7 separate regions of the Mus musculus genome follow, and regions 2, 3, 4, 5, 6 and 7 are each linked to region 1. The links are chromatin contacts, called in public HiChIP or PLAC-seq, capture Hi-C and promoter capture Hi-C maps. All regions are on one chromosome and are shown on one strand. The core of a region is the stretch at or near the end of the contact, and the rest is flanking DNA. Distances in the headings are between cores, read along the strand shown. Region 1 holds the start of Arfgap1 (ADP-ribosylation factor GTPase activating protein 1). Region 2 holds the start of Cables2 (CDK5 and Abl enzyme substrate 2). Region 3 holds the start of Lama5 (laminin, alpha 5). Region 4 holds the start of Rps21 (ribosomal protein S21). Region 5 holds the start of Rgs19 (regulator of G-protein signaling 19). Region 6 holds the start of Gata5 (GATA binding protein 5). Region 7 holds the start of Adrm1 (adhesion regulating molecule 1).

The links. Promoter capture Hi-C pulls out the DNA fragments that hold promoters and counts their contacts. HiChIP or PLAC-seq counts read pairs in DNA pulled down with a chosen protein or histone mark. Capture Hi-C pulls out chosen DNA fragments and counts their contacts.
Region 2: a promoter capture Hi-C map of pre-B cells shows a contact between it and region 1. The contact joins the promoter of Cables2 here to the promoter of Arfgap1 in region 1. A contact is called at or near these places in 14 of 39 promoter capture datasets (the 3T3-L1 cell line, 3T3-L1-derived adipocytes, the HPC-7 cell line and 8 more), 7 of 484 Hi-C or Micro-C datasets (CD4 T cells, CD8 T cells, the G1E-ER4 cell line and 2 more), 10 of 115 datasets of contacts at active chromatin or transcription factors (bone marrow-derived macrophages, embryonic stem cells, large pre-B cells and 4 more) and 3 of 9 other capture datasets (adipose tissue, embryonic stem cells and liver).
Region 3: an H3K27ac HiChIP or PLAC-seq map of extraembryonic endoderm stem cells shows a contact between it and region 1. The contact joins the promoter of Lama5 here to the promoter of Arfgap1 in region 1. A contact is called at or near these places in 2 of 39 promoter capture datasets (cranial neural crest and liver), 1 of 484 Hi-C or Micro-C datasets (embryonic stem cells) and 4 of 115 datasets of contacts at active chromatin or transcription factors (embryonic stem cells, extraembryonic endoderm stem cells, large pre-B cells and 1 more).
Region 4: a promoter capture Hi-C map of pre-B cells shows a contact between it and region 1, with 3 times the contacts expected there. The contact joins the promoter of Rps21 here to the promoter of Arfgap1 in region 1. A contact is called at or near these places in 1 of 39 promoter capture datasets (pre-B cells), 3 of 484 Hi-C or Micro-C datasets (the G1E-ER4 cell line and uterus) and 8 of 115 datasets of contacts at active chromatin or transcription factors (bone marrow-derived macrophages, effector CD8 T cells, embryonic stem cells and 3 more).
Region 5: a promoter capture Hi-C map of liver shows a contact between it and region 1, with 2.9 times the contacts expected there. The contact joins the promoter of Rgs19 here to the promoter of Arfgap1 in region 1. A contact is called at or near these places in 2 of 39 promoter capture datasets (liver and pre-B cells), 1 of 15 datasets of contacts at CTCF or cohesin (large pre-B cells), 5 of 484 Hi-C or Micro-C datasets (CD8 T cells, LSK cells, neutrophils and 2 more), 7 of 115 datasets of contacts at active chromatin or transcription factors (bone marrow-derived macrophages, embryonic stem cells, extraembryonic endoderm stem cells and 3 more) and 3 of 9 other capture datasets (adipose tissue, liver and macrophages).
Region 6: a promoter capture Hi-C map of erythroid cells shows a contact between it and region 1, with 7 times the contacts expected there. The contact joins the promoter of Gata5 here to the promoter of Arfgap1 in region 1. A contact is called at or near these places in 5 of 39 promoter capture datasets (embryonic stem cells, erythroid cells, liver and 2 more) and 2 of 115 datasets of contacts at active chromatin or transcription factors (embryonic stem cells and pancreatic cancer cells).
Region 7: a capture Hi-C map of macrophages shows a contact between it and region 1, with 4 times the contacts expected there. The contact joins the promoter of Adrm1 here to the promoter of Arfgap1 in region 1. A contact is called at or near these places in 3 of 39 promoter capture datasets (cranial neural crest, liver and pre-B cells), 1 of 115 datasets of contacts at active chromatin or transcription factors (bone marrow-derived macrophages) and 3 of 9 other capture datasets (embryonic stem cells, liver and macrophages).

Annotation. Positions count from the first base shown.
Region 1 is chr2:180,965,872-180,968,573 of GRCm38.p6, reverse strand. Arfgap1 (ADP-ribosylation factor GTPase activating protein 1) reads right to left here and starts at 1,349. Exons shown (of 14, transcript NM_145760.3): 1 at 1,245-1,349; 2 at 760-972.
Region 2 is chr2:180,271,830-180,274,771 of GRCm38.p6, reverse strand. Cables2 (CDK5 and Abl enzyme substrate 2) reads left to right here and starts at 1,307. Exons shown (of 10, transcript NM_145851.2): 1 at 1,307-1,672. The coding sequence starts at 1,317.
Region 3 is chr2:180,224,567-180,227,341 of GRCm38.p6, reverse strand. It overlaps Lama5 (laminin, alpha 5), which reads left to right and starts at 1,483. Exons shown (of 79, transcript NM_001081171.2): 1 at 1,483-1,851. The coding sequence starts at 1,540. It overlaps Gm52542 (a long non-coding RNA gene), which reads right to left and starts at 2,723. Exons shown (of 2, transcript XR_003953984.1): 1 at 2,659-2,723; 2 at 1,028-2,403.
Region 4 is chr2:180,255,972-180,258,750 of GRCm38.p6, reverse strand. It overlaps Rps21 (ribosomal protein S21), which reads right to left and starts at 1,372. Exons shown (of 6, transcript NM_025587.2): 1 at 1,304-1,372; 2 at 1,068-1,130; 3 at 900-963; 4 at 694-765; 5 at 466-521; 6 at 307-373. The coding sequence starts at 1,117. The coding sequence ends at 364. It overlaps Cables2 (CDK5 and Abl enzyme substrate 2), which reads left to right. Exons shown (of 10, transcript NM_145851.2): 10 at 1-212. It overlaps Mir3091 (microRNA 3091), which reads right to left and starts at 1,215; the gene lies at 1,140-1,215.
Region 5 is chr2:181,692,658-181,695,532 of GRCm38.p6, reverse strand. It overlaps Rgs19 (regulator of G-protein signaling 19), which reads left to right and starts at 1,556. Exons shown (of 6, transcript NM_026446.4): 1 at 1,556-1,654.
Region 6 is chr2:180,333,169-180,336,327 of GRCm38.p6, reverse strand. It overlaps Gata5 (GATA binding protein 5), which reads left to right and starts at 1,649. Exons shown (of 6, transcript NM_008093.2): 1 at 1,649-2,502. The coding sequence starts at 1,959. Gata5os (GATA binding protein 5, opposite strand) reads right to left here. Exons shown (of 5, transcript NR_045877.1): 2 at 2,385-2,660; 3 at 2,007-2,146.
Region 7 is chr2:180,170,267-180,173,038 of GRCm38.p6, reverse strand. It overlaps Adrm1 (adhesion regulating molecule 1), which reads right to left and starts at 1,451. Exons shown (of 10, transcript NM_019822.3): 1 at 1,351-1,451; 2 at 792-1,005; 3 at 67-183. The coding sequence starts at 1,004. It overlaps Gm29886 (a long non-coding RNA gene), which reads left to right and starts at 1,789. Exons shown (of 4, transcript XR_867152.3): 1 at 1,789-1,873; 2 at 2,256-2,531.

The sequences.
Region 1 (2,702 bases), core at 100-2,599:
GAAGGCCTCAAGAATCCTTTTTTTTTTTTTTTTAAGATTTCTTTCTTGGGTGGGCTCACAAGTGCATGCCTAGAAGCCTAGAAGGTGGGAGCTGAGTATCTCCTTCCTCCAAGTGAGTACCAGGATCAAACTCAGGTAGTCAGGCTTTGTGGCAAGCACCCCTACCTGGTATCCATATCACCCACCCTTAAGAATTCTTAATAGCTGAAATGAAAAAAAAAACAACAAAATACTCTTCCTTCAGGCAGACATACCTAGTAGATAATGAAGCAAATAAGGATTTCAAACTTTAGTGAGCTACATGTCACACTAGAGAACATTTGCTTCTTAAATGGGACGTGATGTACATCTGAGGTCAAAGGGGACATCTAGGGACATAGCTTGGCCCTAAGGCTACACAGTATGGGTGACCAAAAACCGTTCAGAGAACACAAAGAACCCATGTCTAAGTTATGCTTCTTCACTCTGAAGAACAGACGATATCAGATCATCACCTCGTCCAGAACTATAGTTAGGGCTTCAATGCTCTAAACATTGCACAGCTATGGAACAGTGTATATTACTTCTGACTTGTGGGTGCCTTAAGAGTGCAAATACAGTATATTCTATTGCCAGGTACAATTGAGAAAAAGTTTAGAAGCTTGATCCTGTGGGGGTCTGTTGTTGAGATGTTTTGTTTTTCCTCCTTCCGCAGAGGACTCACTTCAGAGACCAAGAAGGGAAAAATCAAACAAACTGAGGTTAGAAAACCTGGCTTACCGGCACCTCTGGACAGAATCTTCTTTCGAAGTGAAGGGCTGAGGCCCTTTCCCGACAAAGTGGGCAGTGCAGAACCAGTCTGCGTCCAAGACTGCTCGGGACCAGAGCGCTGAGGGGCCACGTAGGTCCCTGCAACCGCTAGGCTGAAGGGCGGTAAAGCTCACAGGCCGGGAGGCAGGGGAGGGGGGGTCTGGACGGCCGCACACTGGGATCCTGGAGTTTGGGGTCCGAGGAACAAAAACGTCACGGGTCGAAGGACTGGAGAACCCGGGGCCAGGAAGCTGGGAAATGGGAGGTACGCGGGAGGCACCGGGGAGTAAGTCAGGGCTGAAGACCGGGGGCGTCGGACAGTCACGGTATTGGGGGACCAGGGGCCTAGGGCTGCAGAATCGAGGATTACAGGGCCAGGAACTGGGTGATCTGAGAGCCGGAAGGGCAAGGAACTGAGGGTCCGCGGATGCCCGGTGTCCTGGCCGCAAACTCACCTGCTGCCCCCAGGAGGTCGGGTCCGGCCGAGGTGCCAAGCTGGACTAGGCGCTCAGATCCCCCCACCAGCCGCCAGCAGCTTCCGGCTACGTCGCGCTTTGCAAGGGCTCATGGGAGGCCTCCGAGGCGGTACTTCCGCCTCTGTGCGCGAGCCCGAGGCGAGGCTTCTTTTCCGGTCTGTCTAAACCTTCGGCTGAGCGCCAGGTTTGCAGGGTTGCCTCTGCGTGGGCAGTGCGGCAGGGCAGCGCAGATGGATCCGGGCTGCGCTATCTCCAGCGGGATTCTAGGGCGTCCACGGTCTCGACCAAGCCCGGGAACAAGGGACTTCCCGTGGCTTCTGTCAACTCGAACTCCGACCCGTGGTTTAAAATAGACTTGGGCAAGCAGTTCTGGTCAAATCAATGTATTTAGTAGCCGGCGGGTTTTAGTTTTGTGTTCACTTTGGGCCGCCCTGTGTCACTAATTCCTTCCTCATTGGCCTTTTGACGGTTTTGCTTGGGCTTTTTATTTTTATTTACTTGTTTGTTTATTTATTTTTTAAGAGACTGGGTTTCTCTGTGTAGCCCTGGCTGCCCTGGAGCTAGCTGGCTTCCAACTCTAAGATCCGCCTGCTTCTGCCCCCCCGAGTGGATCAAAAGATGTGAGCCATCGCCGCCCGGCTCGTTTGACTTTCAAATTGGCCAAAAGTCAATGTTTTATTGAGGTCAAATCAAACGTACCTGCATCGAAACTTACCGTGAGGCATTTTATCAAATTCAGATCCATACAGTTGGGACCTCAAGGGACAGTGGATCCCTTTCTCCATCCACTGTTGGAGTTTCTTTCACAGGTTTAGAGCTTTGTGTAAAGAGAGAAACAAAAAACGTAGCCTTAAGTCACTTAACCACAGCCTGATATTGTTATTTGAGATAGACTTTCACATCATAGCCTAATTTAGCCTGGAACTCGATTCAGCCTCCTGAGTTCTGGAATTATAGACACCCCACCTAGCTTCATAACATGGCATTTCTGTTTTTGTGAGAAAGGCTCTTATGTATACCAGGATGTTCCAGAACTCATACCTGCCCTCTGCAGGCTAACGTAGTGGCCAAATGCAGGGGACAGGAAGCTTACTAAGAACATAAGTGGCAAATTCCTTAATTGCAGCACTGGGGAGGCAGACAGGTCTCTGACTTCCAGGCCAGCCTGGTCTACAGAGTGAGTGCCAGGCCAACCTGGGCTATACAAAGAAATCCTACCTTTACAAACAAAAGAACAAAATCTAAGCCAGATATAATGGCTCAACCTTCCACCTCCTATAAACTTAAACACATACACATAACCATGTGAAGCCCAGGGCATAAGAAAATGGTGGCTGGAACCTCCGGTAAGGGTTCTGTGATTCTACTTTTATCATGAGGATGTGTTAATGGCCTCACCACCACTACCACACATCTAGCCATTGTTGGGCTGCTTTG
Region 2 (2,942 bases), core at 58-2,557, 690 kb after region 1:
AGAGGGGGGTCAGAACAGAGTAAGGGTAAGCCTACTTGTTCAGGGATGACAGGGAGATGCCATGGATAGAGGGGGGTGTCTGACAGAATCAGCCTGCCTGAGCCTTAAAAGCAGGGAAGGAACTGGCAGTATGAACTCCTATAGGTAACACTACCGATGGCTTCTCCCAAGGAAAGAAGCCACTTCCCAGGGATCTCTCTCCCTCAACCAACTCCACTCCAGCACCCATTTTAAGCAGCCACAGGACCAGAGCAGGCAGTGACCATAGACCAAAAAGAACATTGGGGAGATTTTCCTTTGTGTTTCTTCAATGATCCATCAAACACTTTAAAGACAAGAAGTCGCCGGGCAGTGGTGACGCATGCCTTTAATCCCAGCACTTGGGAGGTAGAGGCAGGCAGATTTCTGAGTTCGAGGCCAGGCTGGTCTACACTATACAGAGAAACCCTGACTTGAAAAACAAAACAAAAGAAAGATAAGAAGTCCACATAGGTTGGGAGCTGGAAAGAGCAGGTGATGGTAGGGTGAAGACTCTGTACAGGGAAGGGCCGACATACACACACGGTACTGAGCCAGAAGGGTTTGTATACTCGAGTCCTGGACATCCTCCACGAAGGAAACTGAAACTCCAGTATCATGCAGACTCAAGACCACGTCCATGAGGCAACTGAGATGTCAGCTGCCCTCAGACCATAGACGGGTGTCTTCAGCAGTCAGTGAGGAGGCCAGGCGGCACAGCCCGGAAGTTACAGGCTCTGGTGGAACATGGATGGATACCTGCCCAGAAGAACCCCAGGGCTGAGGGAACACCCCGGAGCAAGTGACCACAACAGGCCCGCACCCTGAGTCTGCAGCCCATAATGAACATTCGCTGAAGGGTGCCCTGTACACCGAGTCCTGGACGGGAGAACAGGACACAGGTTCCGTGCACCTACCGACCTTGCCGTGTTTAGCCACGCCAAACCTACAACAGACAGAAGACTCTAGGACTCAGGGGAGCGCCGGGGCAAGCCACATATCGCTAGCCGATCGAAGGGCTCAGAGGAGCCTCATTTGCATGCAGGCGCGCCGCAACCAATGGACAGGGACCGCGGAACTATATTTGCATATGGGCGCGCCGCGGCCAATGGGCGGGAGCGACGGGGTGGTATTTGCATACAGGCGCGCCGCAACCAATAGACAGGAACCGCGGAACTATATTTACATATGGGCGCGCCGCGGCCAATGGGCGGGAGTGACGGGGTGGTATTTGCATGCAAGCGCGCCGCGGCCAATGGGCAGCTGCGCGGCGGCGCGGCGCGGCGGCGCACTCGAGCATGGCCGCGGCTGCGGCGGGAGGAGCCCCGGGTCCGGCCCCCGGCCCCTCCAGGCCCGCGCCGGCCGCCCGGAACCCGCCGGCCGTGCCGCGGAGGCGCGGGGACTCCCGGCGCCGTCAGGCCGCCCTCTTCTTTCTCAACAACATCTCCCTGGACGGACGGCCCCCGAGCCTGGGTCCCGGAGGCGAGAAGCCAGCGCCGCCGCCGCCACCGCCCACCGAGGCCCGCGAGGCGCCCGCGCCGCCGCCCGCTCCACCTGGAGGCCTCCCGGGGCTGCCAGCCAGGCCCGCGCCCCAGGGCCTGCTCAGCCCCACGACGGCGCCCGCCGGCCTTGGCCTGGACGGGCAGCGCCAAAGGTGAGTGGGCTGGACGGGGGCGGCTGCACGCTGGGGTCAGGGTGGTGGCCTAGAGGCCTAACCAGCACTCCGGCTGTGTGACCTATGGCCTTGGCAGCCCGGGGCACCGGTGGTGGTGAGCCAGGTCCCTCCTCCCAGGTTGTGGGGTAGTTGACCTATGGGTTCGGGTAAGCCACAAGCTCGGCAGACCTGGACATGGTTGGGATGAGGTGGGTCCATTCACCCCGCACACAGGTATGGTCACCTGGTACCCATCAACTTAACACTCAGAGGTCTGGGTGAACCGGAATGGTCAGCCCAGGACACAGGGTCAAGATGACCAGCCCAAGATCAAGGTGTCGGGTAATTAGGGAAGAGGGTTCTTCAGCCCATAATGCAGGAGCCAGGGTGGTCCAGGGATCCTTCATTCTGGTACTTGAGGGCCCATCACCGCAGCGTGCAAGAGTCAGAGAGGCTCGCAGTCCCGTCTGTCCTTGACTGGGACTGAGGTGATGTGGCAGCATCAGTCCAGAATACAGGAGATGAGTTTGGGATTAACTGAAGCTGGTCAGCCTCCAGAGGGAAGGGATAGTCCCACTAAAACTGTCAACTTCTGGATATGGGGTCAGCTCTTTACCTTGAAAGTCCCACTAAAGCTGTCAGCTCCTGGATATGGGGTCAGCTCTTTACCTTGAAAGTCCCCTGAATATGGATTTCGGAGTTCCCTTGGTCTAATTGACTCTAGACACATCCCTCCCCTGGCTACCCTACACAGAGACTCACAAACACTTTTTACAGGCTGTGTGCCCAACTCAGCTTGTGGGCCAGGGTCTTACCTACCTGGTCTCATCTCTACTCGGCCTTATACACCTGACCACCTCCCTGCCCTCTGTCCCACACCTGCTGGACTCAGGGTCTGCAACATGTAACTGTTCTGCCTCCCCTGCCTGGATCCTAGGATCCTTCATCCTAGCCCAGGACAGCTCTTATTCCTCACTACTCCCCCATTCCCTGGCTATGCTTACTTCCCAGATGGCCGTAGCTACCAGCACCATGTGGGTCTCAGCCTGCTCAGCTCCCTCTTGCATTCTCAGCCTTCACCTAACGAGTGACAGCGGGAGCTAAGTCTGGACACTGAGGTCCCTTCTGGGCAGGCCCCACTGCTATATATCCGAGCTCCTGCCAGGTGGCTGGCTCCCAGGTGTGGGAAGCCCTAGGCAGGTCTGTGATGGGAAAAGCTGTCTGACTTCTGACCCTGCATCACATATCTGTGGCCAAAGGACCTCAACTT
Region 3 (2,775 bases), core at 234-2,733, 740 kb after region 1:
TCCGGGGAGGGAAAGTGGAAGCATCCAGGGAGGGCAGCTTGTCTTGACCTCGCATTTTCAACGGAGACTGGGGTCCTCCCAGCCCCTTGGGGTTTAAGATTTGTAGGAGGCTGGGGGGTTAGTCAGGAGGGCAGGAGGATGGTGCAAATTTTCCAGACAATTACGGGTCAGAACTGGGCCAGGACATGATGGCAGTGTTTCAGGAACTCACTGGGACCCTTGGGATTATCCAGAAGGACCAGCAAGAATGGGAGTCCTACCCAAAAACGTGAGATGGTGGCCTGGCTAGGAGATAAGGGGAGCTGCTAGCCCTGCTGCTGAGTTCGACCTCTACACCCCTGGGGGCTTTCCTGTTTGGTCCTAGAATCCAAGGGAAGGGAATCCAGTGGCTGTGGCTGAAGCAGACATGAGGTACACAAGCATCTTAGCTAAGCCTCTAGGACGTTCAATGTTTGCAACTCAGCCAGGCAGATCAACTGGAGCCCACTGTACCCCAGAAACACAGGAGCTAGAGGCACGGCTTGCTTAAAAGATGTCTAAGCCGGGCGGCGGTGGCCAGCGCCTTTAATCCCAGCACTTGGGAGGCAGAGGCAGGTGGATTTCTGAGTTCGAGGCCAGCCTGGTCTACAAAGTGAGTTCCAGGACAGCCAGGGCTATACAGTACAGAGAAACCCTGTCTCGAAAAAACAAAAACAAAAAACAAACAAACAAACAAAAAAACAGAAAGAAAGAAAGAAAGAAAGAAAGAAAGAAAGAAAGATGTCTAAGCAAAGTCTTAGCTTCCCAAGGAGCCTATGGAGTGGCACCTATAGGCCAATGAGCATCCTTGGATATGCTCCATGGGTGGGCGCCTGTCATTTCTTTGCTCTTGTATTGATCCCCTATTGCAGAGGAGTTTAAAACCCAAAGGGGTAGACAGGGCTAAATCCGACCTAACAATGGAGGAAGTAGGGGGTCTCCTCCTGTCTGGTCTTCTCCACCCCCCCCCCCCCCACCATTTGCAGATCACATCTCCTCTGGGTCCCCATCCACAGCTACACACAGTTTATTCAAATACCAACAGGGAAGGAAGAGAGTAACAGGCTAGGGCAACGGGGAGGCGCCAGGTGGCTGAGACCTGTTTGAAGTTAGGGAAACAAAAACAGGAGCCGCTGGGCGGGTAGAGGCAGGCCCGGCATGCTGGGGTCCTGAACATCCACGGAAAAAGCAAGGGGTCTCAGTGGGGATCGAAGCCACCACCTGGGAGAGAGGAAAGGCTCAGTAGCGCCAAGTTCCCGCGGCCTGGCGGGCGGCCAGCAGGTGCCCCTTCCAGGACGCTGGTCTGGCCGGGGTCGGAAGGGTTAAGGTCCCCAGGCCGCCCCCTCTCTTATGCCCTCCCCCAACCCCCTCTCCAGGGCATAAGGCTCGGGCGCCAGGCGGGCCTGGGCGGGGCCTGACGTCCTCGGACAGGCGGGGCCAGCGGGACCGGCCGCCCCAAACTAGACTTGCCGGGCTCCTGCGGTGCGCGCTGTCCCTAGAGCCGCAGCCCCCAGCAGGAAAATGGCGAAGCGCGGAGGGCAGCTCTGCGCGGGGAGCGCACCGGGCGCTCTTGGCCCCCGGAGCCCCGCGCCACGGCCGCTGCTACTGCTGCTGGCTGGACTGGCGCTGGTAGGCGAGGCGCGCACTCCCGGGGGCGATGGCTTCAGCCTGCACCCGCCCTACTTCAACCTGGCGGAGGGCGCTCGCATCACCGCGTCCGCGACCTGCGGCGAGGAGGCCCCGACGCGCAGTGTCTCACGCCCCACCGAGGACCTCTACTGCAAGCTGGTTGGGGGTCCGGTGGCTGGCGGAGATCCCAATCAGACAATCCAGGTGAGCGCGGCACGGAGGAGCTGGTTACACCATCCTGTGGTGGTCCACCTCTAGCGCCGGAACCCAGACATCTCGTAGGGGCTCCCAGTGCTGGGGAGAGTAAGTACGGACTGACTCTCCCACCAAGACTCCCTGGCCCCATGTTTTGATGGACTAAGGGGGACCCTGATGCGGCTACCGAAACTCGTGCAGACACGGCACGTGCCTCTGGAAGAGCCAATGAAGTGTCCGACTCGCGGACCAAGGGCCCCTGGGGCTGGTGAAGCTCGGGGGTGGGGGTGGGGGGGTGACCTAGGCAGGAGGGGACCGGTGATCAGTCCTCGGCAGCCGTAAGTCCGGGATCCCTGCGTGGGCGGAACTTGGCCAGGGTGCCCGCTGACTGTGAGGAGGGGGCGGGAGCTCCTTGTTACCCCGGGACAGGCAGGAACCTGTTGGCCTCCCGGATAGGGACGGAATGAGCGCGGAAGCCGCACCATCGCCGGTTTCTCCTGGTGTTGGGTCTCACTGTCTCAGCCAAAAGTTGAAGAAGCTTCTTTGCTTGGGATCTGGGAACTTCAGAAGGAGGTGGAGAGCGCTAACACCTGTGGGCCATCGTGGAGGAGCCCCCTGCCCAGCAGGTGGTAGGCTCTGGGGCTTTAGTCTCCCGGGAGATGTGGATTCTGTACCTAAGGACTCTCCTGAGCCCTGCCTTTCAGGCTGAGCCTGCAGGTGGGCCACGTTGTCCCCCCCCCCCCCCCCGCAGGACTCCTGCCTCACGTTAGGGACCTAAGGAGTTGGGAGCCATTAGGGCCTGGTAACTTTAGCTACCTTCTCTAGGGACCTGCTTCCACGTTCCTGGAAGGAGGCTGGCGAGGGAAAGAATAGCTGAAAAAACGGATTCGTCGGGGTGGAGAAAGGGGAGCGGTGAAGGAATTCAGTTCTGTT
Region 4 (2,779 bases), core at 123-2,622, 710 kb after region 1:
AAACAGAGTCCTATAGACTGAGTCCAGAAATCTGAGGTATATCCATGGTGTCCAGCTGGACTGTGACCCAATGCCACAGACCTGGTGCTGCACCCGCAGCGCTCAACAGGACACAGCTGTGTCAGACCTCAGAATGTGGTGTATGTCCAGTAGGTTATGAATGGAAGGTGTTAAAATGTTTTTGTTAAAGTAAAACTGGTTTTTGCAACATACTTCCTTGCTTGTCTCCTTTCAGGTAAGTGTGCGGCCCTTTTCTGGTCACAATAAAAACACCAGCCCTACATAGTAAAAACAGCAAAAGCAGACTTAACTGTCACAGGTACTTAAAACTTTTATTTGTAACAAATTCCCGATTTCTTCTGCTCAAAAGTTCCTAACAAAGGGGAAAAAGTAGTATTAAAAGCTGTATCTCTTGGGAAGTCCCAAGCCACTCAACCCCAATGTGAGATTGTCCCCCACACTTACTTTGAGACAATTCCATCAGCCTTAGCCAATCGGAGAATAGAATCATCTGACTCGCCCTTTAAAATTAAAAATAAATACCTGAGTATCCACACAGAGCTGGCTCCCTGCTTAGCAGGCAGAGCATGCACTATTAAGCCCAAAACCATTCCCACAGGAAGAAAAGGACACCACCATCAGAGCTCAGATGTCACATGAACAGTACAAGGCAGACCAGGTGGTAGAACTCACCATCCTGCGAATGGCCCCGCAGATGCCATAGGTTTTAAACTGGCCATTAAACCGGCCTGTGGTCCTATCAACCTGGGTTAAAAAAAAAAAAAAAGAGGTTGGAAGATTCGACCTCACCCCGATGTTAGTAAACACACCAAGAGCCAGGCTGAGGCCTGAGGGCCTCGTAATTCCTTCCCTCAGGAACCGTCAGGTTCCCAGCTCACCTCGGCCACGTTCATCTGGATGGACGCGTGGTCCTTGGCAGCAATGATGCGGTTGCTTGCGGAGCTGGGTAAAGAGATGCACAGTGCGTTTAATAGGTCGCAAAAGAACAGTGGATGAATGGGAGCGGGGAAAGCGGGCGCGAGAATGACGGGCCCGCAGATGCTCACCATTTCCGCGGCACGTACAGGTCCACAAACTCGCCGGCGTCGTTCTGCATCCTGAGGCCGTCCCTGCAGAGTTACCACGCAGGTCTTGAGACTGGTCAGGCCCGCACTCCGAGTCTGCGGGCCCAACCAGACCCATGGCCCGCAAGCACTCTCGGCCATGTGACCGCGACCTCCCCAACTGCGCCCAGCCCGGCCCAGCCCGGCCCCGCTCGCACACAGCCCGCACCGAGGCCTACCTGCTCACTTGTCCAGCGAGAGCGCAGAAAGGAAGTAGCTCGTGCCTCCGCAGCACTATTGGGCAGGAGGGCGGGTCCTCGGTAAGTGCTTCCGGGTCAGGGTACTCGTATCCACCATACCGGAGGCCTGTTTGTGTGTTTTAACTTCCGCTTCCGGTGCAAAGAAAGCCTGGCTCTTTCCGCACAAAGCACAGGCATCGGTCCCTGTCTCCGCCTCCAGCCAAGACATGCCTTCTTCCTCAGGCCCCGCCTCCATTGCGGAGTCCAGCCCCTCCGTCCTCCGCTGGAGAGGTTGGACTTGGCTTGTCTTCCAGCCGCCCTCGAGGCTAGCTTGTCAGAGGGAGCCCAGCCGCTGCTGGATCCCTGACTCCACCGACCTGAGGCGCCGCCAGAGCCTGGGAGGGGAACGAGCGTGGCGGAGGGAGGCGGGAACGGGAAGACCAATCCTCCGAAGAGGAAACTGAGGTTGGATCAAATGAGCTGGACCGCTGGCTTTCCGCTGCACATTCATTCTCTTCAAGAACCCCCTACTCACCCTGCGTCCTTGCCATCCTGCCCCTCCTCGCCCCAGGCCCTGCCCTACTCCTCTGGCTCCAGCCGCCACCCGGTCCACACGCCTAGGGAAGTGAGTCTGGCCTGAGAGTGCACGCCTTTAATCTCAGCATTCGGGATGCCGAGGCAGGTGGATTATCTATTTGAGGCCACTCTGGACTACACTGAGTTCCCGTCTCGAAAAAGGAAAGTTCCCAGACCACAGTCACCATAATGCTCAGTAAGCCTCTTTGTTTACGAGGTCAGAGAGCAGCCCGGACACAAGACTGCCCACGCTGTTGACGACTCTCCTGAGATTACATTTCTCCGTGAGTGAATCCACTGCTCACTCATCTGTAGAACTTTATGCCTGATATCTCTCTGGGACTGGAGCTGCAGTCTGGAGCTGGGACATACACCCAGTTACATGGTCTTGGGGAGAACCTCCCTGCCATGTGCACACTGACTGGTGATCACCTTCCAAGACTGTCTGTCACGGGGTCTGGTGAAACCGAGGCTACACTTTCCTCCTCACACCTGGAAACCAGTAGTCATGTATGCATTAAGAGTTCCCGCGCAGGGCGTGGTGGCGCACGCCTTTAATCCCAGCACTCGGGAGGCAGAGGCAGGCAGATTTCTGAGTTCCAGGCCAGCCTGGTCTACACAGTGAGCTCCAGGACAGCCAGGGCTACACAGAGAAACCCTGTTTTGAAAAAAATAATAAATTCCCGCGCAGCAGGGGTTATCTTTCAGATTAGGCACAGACACCTTACCCAAGCACCTGTTTTCACAGAGAGCTCCTTTAAATGGGGGTGGGGAAGAGGAGTTAAAGTGGCTGTTTTCTACTTGGTCAGAAAAACACAAGCAAATGACCTTGCAGGTGTAACTTTTAATAAGAGAAAAGGGGGGTTCCATGCTAGACCGGGCTGCACAGTGGTGTATTTT
Region 5 (2,875 bases), core at 307-2,806, 730 kb before region 1:
GTAACCCACATAAGCACTTCAGAACAGGGCTGAGAACAAAGACAAAGCACTCCAATGACACAGGAGCGCCACACCAAATGTCAGACCAACTTAAGAGCACCTCTGGATCTGTATACCAGTGAGGGACTAGGTGTACAGAGGCAGCTAGGAAAGCCGGCATAGGATCCCTCTGTCTGAAGGAAATCTTGCAGGAATACAAAACCTGTGCCCCACGCACCATCAGGTGGGGCTTGTGAGGACCTAGGGGCACTGCTCTCAAGCAGAGTTTATTGGGCTCCAGTTCAATTCCCGCTGGCATCGCGTGTTCAGTGCTCCTGCTCTCCTTCCTGGGTTTAGAGGCATTCTCTGTGCTTAGGGAAAGATGCTAATTGTGTGGTAAGCAGATGTAAGGTGGCAGAGAACAGGTAGACAGGCAGGTAAAAGGAATTAAGAGGAAAGCATACTGACTTCTACCCACGGTCATGCCCACACCAAACACTGCAGAATCAGGTTTGGTTTGTGGCCTCCATCAGGTACTCATCCATGTCTACTGGGCCTCCATGTTCTGACCTGTGTCTACCTTAGGAATATTATCTAAACTAAAGTAACTTCCTGTTCAGATGTGCTTAGCCTCTACCTTACTTAGGAAGCCGCCAGCGTGGCAGCCAAAGGGTTCTGTGGTCAACTCATAAAGCCCCCCTCAGAGCCTGGGAGTCTCTCACCCATTGTTCTCTCTTCATCCTGGACCCCTCAGCATCATGGCAACATCCTGTCTCCTCACCTTTCACCCCATCCCTTTCTTGCCTGTCTCCCATTCTAGTCCACTGCAGTCAGTTCAGTTAGTCTGCCTCTGCCCCACTGCCTGAAGAACTCATGTGAAGGATCTCCTTTGCATCCCTGACTTAATATGTATGATGTAGTATGTGAGCATTAACAACTTGTGTGACTGTGTGTCCTGTGCTGGAACCACGAGCCCCAACGGACCACTATGAACACTGGCCCAAAGCATGCTGGGATAATGAACTAACTCAATTTTATACCCAATGACAAAGGATCTGAAGAGTTGACCAAAGAGCAAGGCCATTTGTGGTAAAGGCTATCTTGGAGCAGTTTGAGAGTTCAGAAGGGACTCAACCAGGCCCCAGAAACATTCGGGGTGATTTGATGTAAGAACTTGCTTTACGCTGCAGTCCCTGAACCTCCCTTTCGGGCAAAGTTCGAATGCAGAGTGACAGACTCTTAATGCTACGTTACAGACTAGCCTCAGAAAGGCGAAGAGTCGGACCAGACGGGGCAGTACCACAGGCCAGTCCTTCCCACAGGCCTCTTCTAATCCTGGCGAGCCAAGTAGCACACAGGGCTCAGCTCTGGTGTTCAACATAAAGGTTGGGAAAACCCAGCTAACAAGAATGGAGCGCCGGCTCAATCCACTCTCTGTACGACTCACCCCTCAGGGTCACCATGCCACGCTACCGCGGGACGACACGCCAGCCGCGGGTGGGGCACAGGAGCCGCCGCGGGGCGGGGCACTGCGGGCGAGCAAGCGCTGGGGCTCGAGGAAGTCCCGGCCCCTCTCTTTGGGGAAGTACCGCGGAGGCGCCTGCGCACTGCGCCCCCTCCCCGGCGACCAGCAGGACTTCGGAGCGCGCGGGCGGCGTGACTCGGGGACGCGGCGGTGAGTGCTGCGCCGGACCGTGGACGGGCCCTGGCGATATAGATGCCGGCTCTGTTCCCGGACTTCAGTGACCGGTCCACGTGGATCTAGGTCGCAGTAGGACCAGACCCACCCCTTGCGCGTGGGGGAGGGAGAGCCGCAGCAAGGTTCCCCTTTTTCTTCAGCTCAGAGCGTTGAGAAGTGATTGCTCAAAGGTGGGGGCCGGAAGAACCCAGGTTTCCGCGTCTCCTGCCCGCTAGCTTGGTGGGGAGGGGCCAGACGAGACTCCCGACCTGCCACCTTACCCACCCTTCGAGTTGGGTCCGCTAGCAGTTGGCCCGGTGAGCCATAAGGGTGAATGCTGCATCCTCGGCCCCATCTGAGCGGGGACTCCGTGAGCCTTTCTACCTCGTGCCCGGGAGTACGTCTTGCTGTCTGACTTAAATCCCTACTGCTTTAGAGCACGCCCCTTCGGCAGCCAGGGTGGGGCCCAGTCCGAACCTGGCCCTCCCGCCCCCATCTGCCTTTAGGTCGCTGGTGAGTTGGGCGCCATGGCGAATTCCTTAAGAAAGGGGTGGGGGCGCCAGAGACAGCAAGAGGGACCGTGAAGGGGAGACCAGCCTTCCAGACAACCCCACCTGCAAAAAAGCAGGAACTGGGTGGGGGCCTACCATTCCACAGGTGGGCTTGGGCAGCTGGGTTCGCCATGGTGAGAGGCCGGCCCTGCCATGGAGGTATAGGTAGGACAATGACAGTGTTGGATGGAAGTGAGAACGGATCCGGTCAGTCCTCCTCCCAAAGGTTATGACTTTTTTCCTGGAATTTTTTTGGTCTGGGTGGGCTTGGGCATTCTTTTTGCTTCTGTAGAGCAACACTGACAGCCATTCACCAGAGAGCTTCTATCCCCAGAGACCAGATTTGCTGAATCTGGCCTCTTAGCATAGACTTGGGAGGCCAATACCTGGGAGGCTTGGGGAGGAAAGGAACCCTCCAATAGGCATGTGGAGCAGGACAACCCTGATTCAGACTCTAGGCTCTCCTTGCCCAGAAAGGAGGCAGTAGTGAAGAGCACCCTGGACGACATGGGTGGTCCCAACTGACCTTTGATGGGTGCAAGGAGCTAGAAAAAGGGGCAGGGCACCCAGCGTACAGACCCCATGTCCAGTCGGCTGACTGGAGATGGACCCCATGAGGAATGGTCTCTACAGGGTGACAGGTGAGGGATGATTTTGAACAGCATGG
Region 6 (3,159 bases), core at 400-2,899, 630 kb after region 1:
TCCTTGCAGGACCCTAGATCTACTACTGATTATCTGGGGAGAAGAGGATTCCGTCCCCAGCAAGTGATTCCCCTCACTTTTCATCCTGGACTTGGTGGAGTACATGGGGAAATCTTCCCATTTCATTTAAACATAATCAGGAGGAAGCTGGAGTGCCGTGCTGCCCACTGGTCAATGCCAACTGCACCCAGCAGTCTCCCAAGATGGGCACCTGGACGTCCTTCCTGCTCCAAGACGCTTTGCAAAGAGGAAGACCTGCACAATGGAAGCCTAAAGAGTTCCGAGGAAAAGGGATGCCAAGACTGGAGACCCAAGTATTGCGCATCCCACAGAAAGGAGAACCATGAAGTCAGTGCTGGAAGCATCAACCAAGAGCCCTGACTCAGCCCCCACCTCAAGGAGGGAGGAAAAGGGGAGGCCAGGAGAATGCAGTGGGAGGTAATTTGAAGCAGGAAGCACTGGCAAGCTCCCCTTCCCACGACTACCCGAAGTCAGCTTCTGCTCTGCACCTCCATGGCTCAGATTCTGGGGCCTGTGTCAGGACAGTCTGTACCATCCCCAGGCCCAGGGTGCCCCCCTCACTTCCACTTGTGACTCACAACTAGATCTCCACACGCTGAAGAGAGCAGGTTGCGTGGACACCAGTGTGCAGGCAATGTTCACTCCTTTCTGACTAATAAACTAATCCCGCGCTGAGCGGCAGAAACACTGGACACTGACTTCAAGGTTAGTAGGTGTATTTCCCTTATCTCAGGAGCTCCTGCCTCACCCACGTATCTGTCTGCAGCACCCGGGGGGGCCAGCATGAGAAAGTGAGAAACATTCGCTGCCATCTTCGAGCCCTCCGGGGTTGCTGCACCTTCTGGCCACTCTTCATCTGGAACTCCTAGTAAGGTAAGCCGGAGGACATAAGTCACAACAAAACTGAGCTAGGTGCTCTATCATCAGTCTCTTGCTGAAAGAGACTCTTGCCAAGTTCCTCAGCCTGTGAAAGCCGCGGGACTTGGAGTCTAACAGTCTTCAATTGTGGCCTTAGGACTCTACTCAGAGTTCGCTGGCGCTGGTCAAACAGCGAGTGGTCCTCCTTGTTCAAAAACTCAGTACTGTGGGGTTCCTGGTGGACTTCGAGTCATTGCTGATGAACAAAATACCCAGTGAGAGAATAGCAGCCTGAGCCCTGCGGTTGCCATTGAAGCTAGATTCCCACGTAGGTTCGGGCGTATAGGGGGAATCAATCGCAAGCCAACTTGGCTCCAGCACCTTGTGTCCCTAGATTCAGAAGGGCCTCAGCCACAGGACACTAAACCAGCTTTGGGCGGGAGCTCGGAATAGACGTGGGGCGAGGACTGGCACCCGTGACCGTAGCAACAAAGTTCTAGACGGTTCAGAGCTGCTGCTGTCCCAGGAGTGCTCGCGCTCAGCCTCCTCCCACCCCCTGTTTGTTCGGGCTCAGCCGAGGGTACGCGGGCGAGCTGTGGTCTCAAAGCCGGACAGCAGAGCCTGTTCGGGTCACGTGGCCCCGCGGCTGGAGCCCCGGCGCTGACCCTGAGCGGAGGGAGGGACCGACTAGAAGAGAGAAGGGGCGGCACGGCGGGGGCGGGGCAGCCCAAGTTCCCGGGATTCCCTACAGAGCGGCTCTGTGGAGACCCAGTCTACAACCCACCGGTCACCCTCCCTGGGCCAACGCCGCGCCTTCCTGTGAGGGCTTTGGCTGGCGATCTCTGCGCAAGGCAAGGACCTCGTTCCTAGGGTCCTGCGCCTCATCTAACCCTGTCATTCCACCCAGAGGAGCCCGGGACCTGCCCTGGTGAACCGACTCAAAAAAGTGGAGTGCCCAAGCGGAGCAGCAGCACCTGCCCCGGGCGAGCGCAAGAGCTGATGGAGGGGGCCCAGTGATCCTGCCCTAGACGTCTGCCCGTCTTTCTTCTCTGCAGGTCAAGCTCGCGCGGGGAAAAAAAATGTACCAAAGCTTGGCGTTAGCCCAGAGCCCCGGCCAGGGCACTTACGCCGACTCCGGAGCCTTTCTGCACTCTTCGGGAACCGGCTCCCCGGTGTTCGTGGCACCCACTCGCATGCCCTCCATGCTGCCGTACCTGCCTTCGTGTGAGCCGGGCTCGCAGGCTCCCGCGCTCGCCGCGCACTCCAGCTGGACACAAGCAGTTGCCGCTGATTCCTCAGCCTTCGGCTCCGGAAGCCCGCACCCGCCAGCCGCACACCCACCGGGAGCCACCACCTTCCCGTTCGCTCACAGCCCTCCGGGGTCGGGCAGCGGCGGCAGCGCGGGGGTCCGGGACGGCGGCGCCTTCCAGGGCGCGCTGCTGGCTCGCGAACAGTACCCGACCCCGCTCGGGAGACCCATGGGCGCCTCGTACCCCACAACCTACCCAGCATACATGAGTTCCGACGTAGCCCCTTCGTGGACCTCCGGAGCCTTCGACAGCAGCATCCTGCACGGTCTGCAAGCTCGCCCTGGTGGCCTCCCTGGCCGCAGGACCAGCTTCGGTGAGTACCGGGCTGGGGCTGCCCGGTGGACCTGGCTCTAAAACTAAGGCGCGCAGCAATAAACCCGCGCGCTACGAAATGCAAAAATCCGAGATGCGTTCTTCTGCAGTCAGGGCTTTTCTGCCTAGTCCGACCACGCAGATTCCCGCCTAGAATTGCTAGGACACAGGAAACTTCATGAAACACAATACGATGAAAAACGCTCGATACAGAATTCTTTTCTCAGCACAATAGCAAGAAAATAATATATTTCTGCTTTTCACCCGACCAACCCCCCCCCCCCAAAAAAAAAGCATTCTGGGTTATGTCGATTTGGAACCTACATTTAAAAAGTTTTCACGGGAAGTTTTGGAAAGTATTTTTTGGTTTTAAGACAACCTAGTTCCAAACTTAACAGCAAACCTCCTGCTTCAGCCTTCCAAAGTGCTGAGTTTACAGGCATGAGCGGAGCTGAAAATGAATTTTATAAAGCTTAAAACAGCGATTATTTGATAAAGTCACCACAGCCATCTTGTTCTGCAACGTTCCATCTTAAGAGTTCCATACCTCACAGGAACATAGGTTAGATTGGATTCCAAGACTGTTGATCGTGGAATCATTTGTCTGGCTTTCTGAGTATTTTTTGAGGAACAGACACAGCAAAGAGGGCCAAGCTCT
Region 7 (2,772 bases), core at 202-2,701, 800 kb after region 1:
TAATGTGGGGAAAGTAACCCCAAGTGAATCACAAGGAAAGACAGAGTAGACCACTCTCCTGCTTACCTGCATCCAGAAGAAGAGCCGCTTGGACCCTGCCTTAAACTTGAGCACGTAGACCCTCCCACTGGGGCACTGAGGTACCCGCTTGAACTCACAGTCATCAGGAAAGATAATCAAGTCCTGGCGACACAAGGAGGACAGTCAGACGACAGATAGACAGAGGCACACAAGTGTGTACCACCAAGGCTTAGGTCCCTGAATATTTGCTGGACCCCAATAACAGGGTGGAGTCAAGAAGTCTCAGACCCCAGTGAAGACAAACAGAAGAGGGCCCAGACTGGAGGAATAGAAAAAGTGCTCTCTGAGGACCAGACGACTTAACAGAAACATTCTGGAACTGTGTTCCAAGAAGTAAAAGGTCAACCAACTCTGGCTAGCTGCTCCTAAGTGTAACAAAGAACAATGTACTTTGGGAGACAAAGAGCCCCAAGGAAAGCAGCCTCTTCAGAGCGCTAAACTACCCGAGGCTGTGGTGAGGGTCATATCTGCACACTCCTCCACAAGACTGGAAGTTTAAGGCCAGGGCTGAGGCCACCAGCCCACCCTATCACCCTGTCAGCAGGCTGTCTCTGCTAAAACCTTAAGAACCATGGTCACCACGGGGTGCATGGCTTCACAGAGTGACTGGAGCACTCTGCCAACCTTGGGACCCCTACACTAATCTATGGAAGATGAAGCCATATTCCCTGCTCTTGCCCCGCTGGCCTGTTCTGGCTACAGGCACTCACATCCTCCACGGTCCCAGAGGTCCTGTCTTTCCAACAGAAGTGAATAAGGGAGTCGTCCGTCTGCTGGATGTACACGAGACCTTTCCGTTTATCTGGGGTGACCGTAGTTCCTTTTAATGACATTTTTCCTGCCCGGAACTCCACCAAATATTTGGTAGAAGACCCCCGAGAGCCGGGCACCAGGCTTGGGAACAGAGCGCCTGAAGTCGTCATCCTGAAAAAACAGAGCGAGGCCCGTCGTTCCGCGTCGCGTGCTCAATGTCCCACCCATACGCCGGTCGGCCCGCGACTGCCCGGGAGCGGGAGCGCGCCAGGCTGCGCAAGGCCAGGGCTGTGCGCAGGGCCGAGCGCAGCCCCGCGGAGCCCCTGCTCCCGCGACGTCACTGCCCGCCCGTGCGGAGGGAGCCTCGCTGCGTCCGGCCCCGGCGCGTCTGGGGCACCGGCGGCCGGCCCGGACTGACTCGGCCCCCCGGCTGCTGCCGCGTCCCGTCCTCCCGCCGCTCGACCCAGCCTGGAGCCGCGTGCGCCTAAGCCGCCGCTGCCGCCACCGGGCCCCTACCTGGCGGTGCTCACACTCGGCCTAGGGGCACCGTCCGGGCTCGCTCTTCCTCCTCGGCGCCTGCCGGGCCTCGCCGGAAGCCCGTGCTTGGCCCGCCCCGCCGCCGCTCTCGCCGCGGATTGAGTTCCGTCAGCCGCGCGGCCGGCCCCGACCAGGTCCCGATTGGCCCTGGTCACCGTCCATCGCATCCGGCCCGCCTCCGCGCCGGCGGCCTGTTTCCGGCGGAAGCGCGGGCCAGAGCGGCCCCTATTGTTGCTGTGTCATAGGGGAGCGGCGGTGGCCCCTGGCGGCAGCGCTGGGAACAGCGCCCCGGCCTCCACGACTCGCAGAAAGGGCCCCCGCGGGGCGGCGCTGCAGAGGTCGAGACCAGGGTGATGGGCACCGGACCGTACACCAACGTGCTCGTGGGGTTGAGCTGTGACACGTACCCTGGGACGGATGTCCGCTGTTACCCATCTAGTTCTGAATGGACCTGTCTCTCTCCACACCGCAGGGAGACAGCCTGTCTGATTTGCATTATTGGGTGAGCGAGGTGTCAGGGCCCAAGACATAAAATAGTCACATGGTTTAAAAGGTAGGAGGTAGTCTCTTGACACGAGAGCGAGGAAAGTGTCAGCTTCATGTCACTTTGTGCTAATTTGACATACATTATAGGAAAGTACAAGCGGCTGCTCAGGATGGGGGAGTGGAGGTGGGGTGGAGAAGGTAGCATGGGGTTGCTCAATGCTGTAAGAACAAGTTCACAGAGCACCGCGGATGGGTGGGGTCTAAGGGCTGCTTGTAGCTAGTCAGGTAGGGTGCCACCACCTTCCTGTAGGGCAGAGGTGCTCGCAGAATGTAAAGCCCAAGAGTCCTCACAGTTTCTTTTACACACCACTTCCATTTCTTTGCTTCCTCTATGACAGCTTTAAGGCCCCAGGCCCACCCTCCAGCCCTCTCCAGGGCCAAGCAGTGCTGAATTCTCTGGCATGCTCCACAAGTTACCATCTGTGTATATGTGAAACGTGTGCGGTCTTTTTCTGAAACAAAGGTGAAAAGTAGTTTTTCTCACTTACTACTGTCTGACGCCGACACCAACGTGTTCCAGGCCAGCCTGAGCTGGAGGGAGTCCCGCCTCTAAGATGCATTTCTGTCGCCACTGTGGCTCACTCGCTTTAGTTCCTGCTTGGAATTCTGATGCAGTAAGTTCTACATGCTTGCGTCTGTCATCTTTTTGTTGGACTCTGTCCTGTGTAGTTTCCTTTTTTTAAAAGTGTGTGTCACCCATGTGGCAGTCTAAGCACAACATTCAGTAACTTGCTTCTTTACACTCTGGGTTCCTGTGATCAGACTTGGGTTACCAGACTTGCCTGGCAAACAATGTTACCTGTTGAGTCATCTCGCTGGCCCAGTTTCCAGCTTTACTACAAAAACCTTTGAATT